Linked DNA regions of Mus musculus: regions 1, 3 and 4 are each linked to region 2. Evidence: chromatin contacts called from public ChIA-PET and promoter capture Hi-C data. All regions are on one chromosome and are shown on one strand. The core of a region is the stretch at or near the end of the contact, and the rest is flanking DNA. Distances in the headings are between cores, read along the strand shown. Region 1 overlaps N4bp2 (NEDD4 binding protein 2). Region 2 holds the start of Ugdh (UDP-glucose dehydrogenase). Region 3 overlaps Fam114a1 (family with sequence similarity 114, member A1). Region 4 holds the start of Tmem156 (transmembrane protein 156).

Region 1 (3,069 bases), core at 467-2,966, 350 kb after region 2:
AGCACTCACTGCTCTTGCAGAGGATCTGGGTTTGGCTCCCAGCCACCCACACTTACAACCACCTGTAACTCTCGCACCCTCTTCTGGCTTTTGAGGGCACCTGAACATATGTCACCATATAGATAACCAAGTAAATAGATACATAAATCAAGAGAAAGAAAAATACCCCCAAAATAAGTGGTTCTCATCATGTGGGTTGTGACCACTTTGGGGGTCAAATAACCCTTTCACAGGAGTCACCTAAGACCTTTGGAAAACATAGATATTTGCATTATGATTCATAACAGCAAATTTAGATTTAGGAGGTAGCAAAAATAATTTTATGGTTGGATGCCACCACAATATGAAGAGCTGTATTAAGGTGTTGCAGCACTAGGAAGGTTGGGAACCACTGCCCAAAATAGTGAATCTTATGTATCTATGTTTTAATAAAAATGATATTAAATAGATAATTAGTAGCCTACACACTTAAAAGTATGTTCAGATGAGAGAGGATGCTATCTTTAATCCAGGTGGAGGTAATAAGAATTGATTGGATTGCCAAATGTATTTTTTTCTTTTTTGATATTTTTTTTCAAGACTGGAGTCTATGTAGCTTTGGCTGTCCTGGAATTCTCTATGTAAACTGGGCTGCCTCTAAACTCACAGAGATATGCCTGTTTCTGCTTCTCAGAGTGCTGGGATTGAAAGCATGAGCCACTGTGCCTGGCTAACAAATGTATTTTGTAAAGTGCCTAAGAGGTGTGTGTGTGTGTGGTGGGGAAGGAGTTAAGAGCTGCTGCTGAGGTAGCAGCTTCCAGTCCTAGCATTCTGCCAGTGAAGCTAACACAGGTGCTAAGGGATAGCCTAGGAAGTGAGACATTGTCTCAAAAACAGTAACAACAAAATGACTCTTGTGGTTTGGTTTCAGCAACTGGAAATTGCCTATAGGTGAGATTGTATACATGGCCGTGTTTATTGACTACAGTGTGTCTGAACAAGCACTAGAGGAAGATTTATTCAGTTCCTCATTTCAGAGGTTTTTTGTTTTTTTATCTGGGCTCCTTTGCTTCTGGGCACTTCTGTGATGAGGCAGAACATCATGGCAGGAGCTTGTGGGGAGCAGAGCACTTTCCTCCCTTGAGTGTAGGAGTCAGACAGGGAGTCGGGAAGAACCAGGGGCAGGAGAGACTCTTCATGTCACTCCTCTAGTGGCAGTGAGCTACTTCTGCCTCTTCTAACCGAGTTGGCTAGGTGCCTTCAGAATCTGGTCTCATCTCAGGATTGGATCTACTGGCTGGGCATGAAGCTCGGTGGGGAGTTTGATGTCAGGCCGGGAAGAGTTGCTGTTGAGATACTAATTTCTTAGCATGGTGCTTGGCTTTTAAAGCTGTTAAGGCTGAAGAAATCACCAAAGAGTAGGTGAGGCACAAACAAAAAGAGGTCTTAAGACTAAATAAAATCTAGCATACTCCATTGTTTCCTGGGGAGATGACACCCTGAGAGTGGAGTGTCCTCAGGAGACTCTGGTCTCGGGAGGGCTGAGTCGGCTGTGAAAAGGTAAGCACTGAGAAATGCACGTGTTTAGATTTCCTGACCTTTCTCCTCTCCTTCCTTTCCCTTTGCTTACCGCCAGGGCAGCCTCATGCAGACTGGATAAGTGATATGCCACTGAGCTGGCTCCCTAGCTAGATTCATTTCTAATATAAACAACTATAGATCGGGGCCAGGGGCGAGCACCTGTTATGTGAGCTGGAAGACCGAACTCAGTCTGTGGGACTCAGCGTGAAGGTGGAGGGAGATAAGCAGGAAGTCCACCATGTCATCTGACCTGCACACAAGTACTGTGGCCATGACGTCAGCCTTGCTAAGTTACCTGACGAACTCAGTACTCAATAGATTGTTTTGGACTTTTGTCTGCACACAGAATATGCAAATGATAGTTCTGTATGTGTATTTCATTTTTCTTAGACCCTGTGCCCCACTCCCCAACCCCCTTCAGCTTTTGGAGATCTCACCTGCCTGTCCAGAAACTCAAGAGCTCTGTCTGTTACACCTGGCTTTTTCTCTTAGAACTTTAATTTCCTTTTCAGCCTTACATGCTGCCTGCAATCTCTGGTACAGTGTAGTAGGGAAGTTTTGGTAGCAGAAATCTGCTTTTCTGTTTGCTGAGGGAAAGCTTTCGGCAGCTTACAGTATGAGGCACTTCACGGTGCCTCCATCACTTCCTGTCCATCTCCAGTTTGGGGGAGTCCCATGAGCACCTGTGGGTGCTTCTTAGCCTTGTGCTCGGTGGACACTGAGTGGATTGTGTTATTTCTTTCCTTTGTTTTGTTAATACCTGGAGTTGTTTTGATTGATTTTTCAAATATTAAAAGACTTCATATTCTTAATAAACTGATGCATTGGATTCTTTTATAGCACTTAAGTGGTTAAAGTGTCCAGAGGGCTCTAGTGTTAAAGGCTTGGTCTTTAGTTGGTAGACATGGACTTTGAGAGGTGATTGGATCACAACGGCTTTGGTGTAATCAATGGATTAATTCACTGATCAATTCACAATTTGGCATTAATTAAAAAAGGTTGGAAACTAGGAAGTAGGGCCTAGTTGGGTAGAGTAGGCTCTGGCGTCAGCAGGCAGCACTCTGTCAAGGCATCCCTTGTGCTTCTCCTCAACTCTTCCTTCCCAGATGCCAGCGGGCAGCAGCCTCTTCTGCCACTGTTGCTGCTGTTGGATGCACCTCATCTTAGCTCCATGGCAATGGAGCCATGTGACCAAATTAAGACTGGAGCCATGATCAACCAATTACTCTTCAATAGTTTATTGCAATGACTTTGCCACAGTGATGAAAAGTGTAACAGGGCTGTGTGGAGCATACCTTAACCTCTAACCCAACCCTTGGGAGGCAGAGGCAGGATGGTCTACAGAAGTTACACAGAGAAACCCACCCTGTCTTGAAAAAACCAGAAAGAAGGAAGGGCTGGTGAGATGGCTTTGCAGTTAAGAGACCCGACTGCTCTTCTGGAGGTCATGAGTTCAAAGCCCAGCAACCATGTGGTGGCTCACAATCACCTTTAATGAGAAACAAACAA
Region 2 (3,202 bases), core at 40-2,539:
GAAGCACACTTACAAAGATGCCTGATTCAAAAAAAAAAGATTGTGAAAGACTTAATTTTATGTCTAACGAGAATGATCCACAGCTGTGGAAATTTGAGAAATGATAGAGCATGCCTAGTGGCTAGAGATTTTATGGCAGAGAAAGCAATACAGAGATGAAAGAAGGGGGCAGGGGACGGGATGTATTTTCCAAACCAGGGTTGTGTAGCATTCAGCTCAGACTAGCTCAGTACTCAAAAAGCACAGCTCACAAGCAGAAACACTCAGCTCTTTCAAGTCCAGAACCCCTCAGAAGAAACAGACCAGACTACTGTTCTCCATTTCTTAGGGGATTTGAAAAAAAAAAAAAAAAAAAAAAACCAGACTGGCCTTTGAGGTGAGTGGATGAACAGTTAGTCCTCTGTGTGCCCCACGTATGCACTCTCTCCCAGCCAGCCCCTCCTCTCTTTCTCAACCAACCCTATTCAATTACGCGTAGTACGTGAAGATTTTTAAGATCTCACAAAAACATGGTCTCTGAAGCCCCCAAGAAAGGCCTTCCCTGACATTAAGTATAACGTCCGAGCGTATGTGTCCAGAGGCCAATAATGAACTGCGTGAGCCACACACACCCCCAGGATAGTATAGGATAAATGCCTTAGGGATGCATCTTTAAGGGGCTTTGCTTTCTACATTTAGGGGCTACCAGAGGAGAGCAGCAGCCTCCCAGGTGAGCAGACTCTAATCCCCAACAAAGCTTAGGACTGTGAAGCGTCCATTAGGCCCCACGGAGAGGACCCTTTCCTTCGGGGGCGGGGGGGGGGAGGGCGTTTGGCTTTCTGAAGCGGCGGGAAAATCTCGTTGGTTTCAAATCGGAAAATGGAAAGAACTGGCTTGAAGACGCGCGAGTTGCGAAATTAAAAGCTCGGCTCGGCTGACCTCCTGCAAGCGCACGACGTGATTCTCGCCGGGCCCGAAAAAGGGGACCAGGATGGTGCAGTAGAGAGCCCCGCCGCGAACGGGGAGCGGACCCGGGACCGCGCGCGCACCTGGGCCGCGAGGAGGGGGCATCCCGAAAGGATCGGTGCTTACCCACTTCCAAAGCAGGGACACAGCGGCCGTGCAGATCCCGTTCTCTCGGACAGCGCCTTCCTCCCAAGCCGCAGGCTCTACCCACCGCTCCGCCCGCCGCTCCCCGAGTCCCCGGCCCGCGGCCGTATTTAAATACTTCTGCCGGGGAAGGCGGAGGCTTCATTCCCCTGCAGCCAAGCCTCCCGGGACTCTGGACCCGGCCACCGCCCCGCGCTGCCCCGCCTCCCTCCGCTCCAGGCCCCCCGGGCAGGCCTCTATTTCCTTCTGGACCCAGAGCGGCAGAGGGGGCGGGATCCGAACTGTATGACCACGCCCCTTGAGGAGCAGGGCGAATCAGCTCCAGCTAAGTCACGGGCTCCGCCCTCGCCCGCAGCGAGCGGCGCTGGGCGTGGCTGCGTGCGCCGCTGGTCCCGCTAGGCTGACTAGCTGCAGGGAGGGGCGTCGTGGTCCCTGTTGGTCATCCTTGTCTGTGCTCCTTCCCCGCTCTGGGTCCCTGGAATCTGGCATGAGGAAGGTTCGCGCGTGCCAAGTGAACCACCCGTGATCATAGGGCCTGGGAGGGGAGAGCGAGCCCACAGAAAAAGGTCTTCCGGCTTTCTGACTCTTCCCCTTATCCTGGAGCCCGAGCTCCGTTCTCGGCCCCTGGACTCTGATGGAGGGCCTCCCCTGCTCTCCTAAGCTCTTCAAGCCCCTGAGTCCGCCGCGCCCTTCAGACAGTTGCCCAGAGTTTAGTCACGTCCCATCCGGATGGCGCCGGGTCTGGGAAGGAGATACCTCAGGTCAAAACGATGCTGAGTTCCATAATGACTGAACCAGTGTCTCCGGGTTGGTCCTTGGCCAGAGAACCCGGGCGCCCACGCCTGGAGGGCGTATTTTCCAGGAAAACTTTCCAGCCAAATTCTAAAAGGGAGGTTGTCTGTATGATGCATAGCAAGGCGTATGCAACGTAGATATGTGTGGGTGTTAATTTGCGTGTGTGTGTGTGTGTGTGTGTGTGTGTGTGTGTGTGTGTGTGTGTGTGTGTGTTACTAGAGATTGAACTCTAAGCACTCTACCACCGAACTGTCCCCAGTCCTTACAAATGCATAGAAAGTAAAACTGTCCCCTGGAGAAAGGGCTAAGATGTTTACTCCCCAGGACCCATATCAGAGGACTCAACACTGCCTAAAACTCCTGCTCCAGGAGACCACGCTCTATCTACCAGCACGAACATACACAGACATCTGTATGCATAAACTTTTTTTAAAAGGCAAAATTATTTAGCCTGCCCACGGGAGTTTTTTGAGACATGGTCTCTGTGTAGAGGTGGCAGATCTGGAACTCAGTATATAGTTCAGACTGGCCTTTTACTTGCAATGATCCCCTTACTTGACCCCTCTGCCCTCCCTCCCCCAGGGATCATGATTACCGCCACGCCCACTTTTAATGTGAAGGTTTGTTCTGTTTCTTTTGCTGCTAGAGATCAACTTAAGCCTAAAAATCAAAAAGGAGAAAAGGCCAGGCACAAATACCTCATTGGTGGTGATATGTTCTGAGAAATGTGTTCGGCACATTTGTTCTGCCACGTCATCATGTACTTACTCAAACTTCGCTGGGAACATCAGTACTCGGTATAATCCGGGACCACCCTATATGAAGTCAGCCCTTCGTGAAATGATGTTATGAAGTGCTTGACTGTACCTCATGGGGGAAAGTAATTAGGAAATGTTGGAAGCACATTCAAACGCCGTAGGTCTGAGGAGGAGGCCCAGTGGGTAAAGCGGTTGCTATGTAAGCATAGAGGTCTATGTTCAGGTCCCTCGGGTGCAAGTGAAAAGCCAAGTGCTGAGACTGGAAATATAGCTGCTCAGTAGTTAATAATGAAGACTGCTCTTCAGATCCCAGCACCTGCCTCAAGGAGGCTCACAACCACCCCAGACCCGGAGACCCACAGAGACACGAGGCATACTTTGATGTTGTTTTTGTTTTTCGAGACAGGGTTTCTCTGTGTAGCCCTGGCTGTCCTGAAACTCACTTTGTAGACCAGGCTGGCCTCGAACTCAGAAATCCGCCTGCCTCTGCCTCCCAAGTGCTGGGATTAAAGACTTGCGCCACCATGCCTGGCTCCAATACTGATTTTACAAACCTGGCA
Region 3 (3,258 bases), core at 517-3,016, 450 kb before region 2:
GTGGCATTCCCACAGTGTCTGTGGATAAGGGTGGGGATTTCTAAAACCAGGATACAGAAGTCTAATAGGACACAGAGGAGCTGAGAAGAGTCTAAGACCGAGAGACAGCAAAGTGGAGATATTTTGCAGACAATTGATATTTTAAATGAAACATCAATAGACACGAGAGGTAAGATAGTCCATGGAAATTGTTTCCTGTGTCGGTTTGAGAATGCTCCTCTGTTCCATCCTTCAGGTCTCTGTCTATCACCTTGCATGAAAAGGCTCACTAAATTTCAGAGGTAGATTTATTTCCCTGAGAAGAATCCAGGCATGAGTAACCAGAATTGCCCAGAGTTCAAAGCTGAACGGACGACCATTGACACAAGGCACATAACACATGTGCACACATGCATGTATATGTATGAGTGCACATGTGTTATGGTTCATGTGTGGAAGTCAGAGGTAACCTGCAGGTGTCAATCCTCTCCTTCCACCACATGGCTCCTGGGATCAAACTTAACTCATCAGGATTGGCAGCGGCACCTGTAACCACTCATTCATCCTGCTGGGCTGAAAAAGTTTCCCTTGTGCCTGGCCATGCCAAGACATGAAGACTCTCTTGGATGTATTTAACCATCTACAAATCTTGAAGACCTTTTTTTTTTTTCAGATATTTGGGGATGCTAGTAAAAAGTTTGCTGTGTTCACCAGTTAAAATATATTCCTGCAATTTGGAATGCTAATTAGCCAACCATCAGCTGTTAATGGAGGCAGAGATAATAGGATTGCTTATTACGGCTGCCTCTGGAGCCTGGGTTTCCTAATGAGAATGCCCTGCTGACCTGGACTGTACATATTTTATTGGAATGCTGACAGCTCTCAGATTGTAGCTTAATCTAAGAAGCCTACATAATAGCATACTATGTATGTAAGAGTGTTCTAAAAATAACCGAAGTCATAATACTGAATGCTGACAGTAAGTAAAAATGGAAAGATAGGGCAGCGGCAGTGCTGTGCTTTGGATATAGTTTGAGTTGGCTCCCTAAGGGATGGGGTTAGAAGGTTGGTTCTCAGTGCAGAGATATTGGGAAACTGTACCTCTGGCAAGTAGGGCCCAGTGGGCATTCCTAGGGTTCCTGGGAAAGCTGTCCTCAGAAAGGATTAAGGTGCCTCTTGTGAGACTCTTGAGCTCTCACAAGAATGGGTTGTTAAAAGGATGAGCCTAAGCAAGTAGTTGTTCTCTGGCTTCCTGTTTTGAGATGTAATTCCTTCCTCATGAGCTCCCACTACTGGGACAGCATCCACCTTGAGACCCTCAGCAGAACCAAGCCAGGTCTGGAGCTTGCCTTGAAGTCTCCAGAACTGTGAACTCAGTAAACACTTTTTCCTTATAAAATGTGCCTGCCTCTGATATTTTGTTATAGTAAAGAAGAGTGAACGGGCACCAATGCTATGAAACTAGAGTGCTTTAAATCTAAATCTGTTAAGTTTCAAATCCTACTGAGAGTTCAGGCAATGAAAGCCTAACATGAGTCTGTAGCTTGACAACAAGGAAGTCACTGTGACTTTGATGCAGATGGCTTCATAAGGTGGTGGCGGGAGGACTCTTGCTGTCTTTGATGGAGAGGTGATGACAGGAGTGGGTACAGAAGATCAGCATCATGCTGAAGAGTTGGAGAAGAAACATAATGGAGCATAAAGCTGAGAGGTTTGAGAGAAACCCCTTGTTCCTGTTGAGGTGCTGTGGTGGAGACACTGTGGGCATAGTTAAATGTGAGAAGTCACTGTTGGGAGAAAAAGGAAGCCAAGAGACCTCAAACCAGCCCAGGGTGGGGCAGTGTCAGGTGGTAAGGATAGTGGTAACTAAAAGGATGACACTGTTCCCATGACAACAGAAGAATGAACCCATGGTCCCTTGGCTTGGGTATCCTTCAATTTGGGTTTAGATGGGTTTTGGTGTAAGCTGATGTGTGTATTGTATAAAAAGGAGATCTACTTAGATGCTTAATTTGATTTAAATAGTTAGTGTTTAGTTTATTAAGACTGCAATTTTAAACACTCAATTCTTCATCCCAAAAATCATAATTCTATATATAAGCCTAGCAAAATTGAGCAGCAGTTTTCTAGGGAAATTTGTTTAATATTTGATTCTTTTTTTTCCTATTGACTTGAATGTTTTAATTGTAATATATTCTATTTCCTTTCAAGTGCCTCATCTATAGATTACAAAACCTTGTTGAGTACTTCATAATTGTTATACAAGCTATTAAATATATAAAGTGGGCTTAAAGACCTAAATGTTAATACAGTATTCCTAAATGTGGGCCATTTCAGCTAAAGTCTGTGATGTGATAATTCAGCTGGTCATTGTAAATTGGTTTTCAAACCTTGTGACCCTGTTAACTTTCATAAATATCAGTAGGACAGAAAAGGTCAAATGTGCACAAAAAAGCATTAATAGCGTGGCTTTGGTGCTTTAGCCTTTCCACATTTAAGTTTTAAATCTTCCTAGAGTTGGAAAAGGTTTACTCATGAGGAAAGAAAATTACTTGGAAATAACTGAGGCCATTGCGAGTCTGACCTTCTGACAGAGCAGCAGGCACCCAGGCAGGACACCTGCAGCCTCATTGCTGCATTGAGGATCCTTATGACAGGTTATCTGTGCTGTGAGTTACAGGACTTAAGGAAGACCTGGTCTCGTGGGTCTAATGACAGGCATCCCCGGTATGAGATCTACACGGTACCTGATTCCTCATCTCTCCTGGGGATGGGACTTCCAGATTGGTCTTTGATCTTAACACAGAAATATATATATATATATTTCCACCTACATGTGAATGGTCCTTGTGTTTGACAGACCCCTCTAGATATTTACCTTGTACCTATAGTTTTGAACTGGTTCGCCTAAATTAAATAGTTTATTTTCCCAGAGCTCTGACTCAGGGTCTCACACAAACTAGGCAGATGCTTTGTGACAGAGCCACACTCCAGCCTCAGTAAATGATGTGGTCATTTGGGTGGTGGTGATGGTAGTGTTAGGAGTGGAACTTGGGCCTTACTCAAACCAGGAGAATGCTGTACCACTAAGTCACAGGACCAACCTAAAAAGTATTTTCTATTTGATATTAGGTGGGATACTAGACATTTAGATGTCTTCTCTATTTAAGGAACTTTGAACTTGATGGAATCCCCTGCATAGTTAAATATTCTTAGGATCACACAATGGATGCCGTTGTTCAAAGGACCAATTGTGTTTTATTTTTTGTTTAAATTTTA
Region 4 (2,887 bases), core at 154-2,653, 340 kb before region 2:
TTAAAGCACTGACCAACTTAGCAAACAGTGTGTGCCAGTTACCTGATATTCATTAGATGCAAACTAATTGGTCAAAGTAATAGGAATATAAACACAGAGAAGGCCTAGCTTAGATAGCTAAAAACATGTTGCTACTCTAAGCCCAAAATATCTTAAAAATAACTTGTCTTTATTCTATTTTCTTTAGGACACATTTTCAGCGGGTGAAAATAAGTATCAAAAATATACACTATACGTGCTCAATATATATATATTTTTAAAAAACCAAACCAAAAGAAAAAAATTTTAATTCGATCATTCGTAAAAATTGCAGTTACAGTGTTTATTTAGCAAAAATATTTTTATCTGGCTACTTAGCATCATTTAATATGCAACATTAAATAATCATTGCAGTATGTCATCAAATATAATTAGCAAAAGTATTTTTATCTGAATACATATCTTTGCATATATTCGACAATAAATATTCATTGCAGCGAGATATCAAATATAAGTTTTTCTCTAGTTTTCGTAAATTTATATGATTCCTATTTAGTAATAGAACAGTGGAGTTTTTTTTTTAACCTTCTTATTAAAGGCTAATGAACACAATTATCACTTAAACACCCACAATAACATGTTTTCCAATCTTTTAATAATATATAAAAAATAATTTAAATTCCCTTATTTTTTTGTTTCTCTACCCTGAAGTTTCAACAAATATATAACAATTCTTTGAAGGGCTCTCAGAGTGGGTTTTGCCTTGTTCCCAATGCTCCCAAACACACACATACCTGCCTATATTTGTACCCATCTGGTTTTACTGCATATTAAAAATACTAAAATTTACTCCTATTTTTCTAAGATCAGCAGGAAATTATTAGTCTCACCTTGTGATCAAATGGCTCATTTTAAAATAAATAAATGTCCGTTCCCTTAGTAAGTTCCAGAATATAAAAGCAGATATATATGATTATTTTGAAAGAAGGAAACAGTTTCAAAGAACAAACTCATAAGATGCTATTCTCTTAAGTCCCGTGTCTGGAATCGAAAATCAGACTTTAAATATTTCTTTACATTTTCAATTGTAACATAACTAAGTCCTAAGGCCACTATGCTAGATAACAGGCAACTAAAAATTGGTATCTCGTTTCACTTAAGGCAGTTCACTCACCGAACTTCAGCTCATGCTGCATACACCCCAAAAGATCTCGTCTGTCACCACTCGCTGACAATGTGCTCTAAAGTAAGAAACGAGAGCTGGATTGCAATGGTTTACTTACCTTTTGGTGTCTTGAAAAATTCTGGCAGGACTAAAATGAAGGTGATCACTATTGCCACAAATAATTTAAGGAAAGCTGTTTCTGTCATGTCTACTCACATGACACAAATGTGTTCCCATCGGTAGCTTGATAGTATGTTGCTTCCTGCTTCTCATCTCTGCTCTACTTCAAGTTCCTGAGATTCACCTCATACTCACTTCCGTTTGGGTCTGACTTTAAAAAAAAAAAAGTTACCCGGGACTGAGACTTCTTCATTTTGAGTCACTTTGCCTAATAAAGCCACCCTCTAACAAGAACTGTTGTGCTAACTGATAAACACGAAAGATGAGGAAATGGTCTTAAGAAACACAGAGGGTCTGGCTCCAGATTTAAATCTGTTTCTCATGTTTACCAATGTGTAAGAACAACATGGTACATGTAACCTACAACATAATAACCAAAAACCAAAGGACGAATGTCAGTGCTACCCCAGTTTATAAACATTGTTCACTCATTTACTTAGTAAATGATAGTTAATCTCTCTGAAAGCCAGACACTGTGCTTGGTTCTGGTGTTTGGAAGACAGTAAACAGTGCAAGATATGAGCATAAACAAGAGACTTATGAAAATTTGGGCTTCTGCTTTACCGTTGTCTCTGCAAGTGGCCGAATGGAACTTGTTAATGTTACGTCTATAAACAGCGTTTACTATGACGCAATCCACATTCTTGTTCTCCTTGCAAAAGAAAAAAAAAATCATTTGTTTTAGAGTGTAAATGAAGGATAGGGGAAAACTTTGATGAATACAGACAGCATACATGGCAAGCAAATGTTCTTACTTAGACAATGCAAGTAGTTAGCATTTCCATTGCCCCCTCACCCCACCCCCACCCCCCACCCCTCCTCTGGTTACAATAAAATGTAGCCAGTATTTCAGTTTGTACTTGGAGCAAATGTATCCTTTGCTCCCTGCTCAGTGCTGCAATTCTGTAACCAGTCCTTTCCGCTGACCCTCTTTTGTTCTCTCTCACCCTCTCCTGCGCTTTATGGAACAACAGGTGGGTGGGGAGGGAAGGGACAAAGATTAGATGCGCCAAGAATGAACTCATTTGTCTTTCCACTGGATACTACAGTTTACATACACATGGGAATCCTCAGTAAGGGGATTGGAAGACCTGAGCAGTCAAAATAGGGACAGAATTCCCAAGCCTATACTTTATTTTGAGAATATCATAAAGGATTATTATGTGAACACTAGCCAGTAGGAGTAAAGTTTCCACTTAAGGACCATCTGGACCCCTTGATACTCTATAAATATTTGTAGCCTTCAGCAATAGGGGCTTACTGTCCGGTCGTGGAGGAGCAATACCCTGCAATGTTTGTGGGGGTCTATGGGATCCCTTTGGCCAATAATTCAAAATGATGTTACTCACTCCTGGTGCTGGGAGTTGTATGTGGTAGTATATGATGTCTAGTTGAGATACTGATCCCCCTGCCCCATGATATGCTAACTCCATTTAAACTCTGTATATAAATATACATCTTAGAAAGCTTCTACAGTAGTAGAATTCCATACGACTTCTCAAAGGCCTTTAGTGTTGATGGTCCTTGGCACAGTTCCTCCTCTCCCCAGCCCTCCCAGTCCTA

What was found. Promoter capture Hi-C pulls out the DNA fragments that hold promoters and counts their contacts. ChIA-PET counts read pairs in DNA pulled down with a chosen protein or histone mark.
Region 1: a promoter capture Hi-C map of neural stem cells shows a contact between it and region 2. The contact joins the enhancer-like site here to the promoter of Ugdh in region 2. A contact is called at or near these places in 8 of 39 promoter capture datasets (the C10 cell line, the HPC-7 cell line, fetal liver and 3 more), 2 of 115 datasets of contacts at active chromatin or transcription factors (bone marrow-derived macrophages and neural tube) and 1 of 9 other capture datasets (adipose tissue).
Region 3: a contact with region 2 is called in an RNA polymerase II ChIA-PET map of memory CD8 T cells, with 23 read pairs. The contact joins the enhancer-like site here to the promoter of Ugdh in region 2. A contact is called at or near these places in 4 of 39 promoter capture datasets (the C10 cell line, hippocampal neurons, liver and 1 more), 5 of 115 datasets of contacts at active chromatin or transcription factors (embryonic forebrain, embryonic midbrain, embryonic stem cells and 2 more) and 2 of 9 other capture datasets (adipose tissue and liver).
Region 4: an RNA polymerase II ChIA-PET map of memory CD8 T cells shows a contact between it and region 2, with 5 read pairs. The contact joins the promoter of Tmem156 here to the promoter of Ugdh in region 2. A contact is called at or near these places in 7 of 39 promoter capture datasets (embryonic stem cells, hippocampal neurons, liver and 3 more), 2 of 484 Hi-C or Micro-C datasets (both in embryonic stem cells), 1 of 115 datasets of contacts at active chromatin or transcription factors (memory CD8 T cells) and 1 of 9 other capture datasets (adipose tissue).

The regions. Positions count from the first base shown.
Region 1 is chr5:65,780,370-65,783,438 of GRCm38.p6, forward strand. All of the region lies in intron 3 of N4bp2 (NEDD4 binding protein 2), which reads left to right. Among named protein-coding and RNA genes, the nearest start is that of N4bp2, 18 kb to the left of the region's middle. Within about 2 kb of position 1,717, at least 21 of the 459 cell types and tissues checked have an H3K27ac peak or open chromatin away from gene starts, as enhancers often do. A contact at or near this core is called in hematopoietic stem and progenitor cells, where this site is marked.
Region 2 is chr5:65,434,553-65,437,754 of GRCm38.p6, forward strand. Ugdh (UDP-glucose dehydrogenase) reads right to left here and starts at 1,290. Exons shown (of 12, transcript NM_009466.2): 1 at 1,072-1,290.
Region 3 is chr5:64,988,410-64,991,667 of GRCm38.p6, forward strand. The region is part of intron 2 of Fam114a1 (family with sequence similarity 114, member A1); the gene reads left to right. Among named protein-coding and RNA genes, the nearest start is that of Mir574, 20 kb to the left of the region's middle. Within about 2 kb of position 1,767, at least 43 of the 459 cell types and tissues checked have an H3K27ac peak or open chromatin away from gene starts, as enhancers often do. A contact at or near this core is called in memory CD8 T cells, where this site is marked.
Region 4 is chr5:65,090,206-65,093,092 of GRCm38.p6, forward strand. It overlaps Tmem156 (transmembrane protein 156), which reads right to left and starts at 1,404. Exons shown (of 6, transcript NM_001370814.1): 1 at 1,263-1,404. The coding sequence starts at 1,350.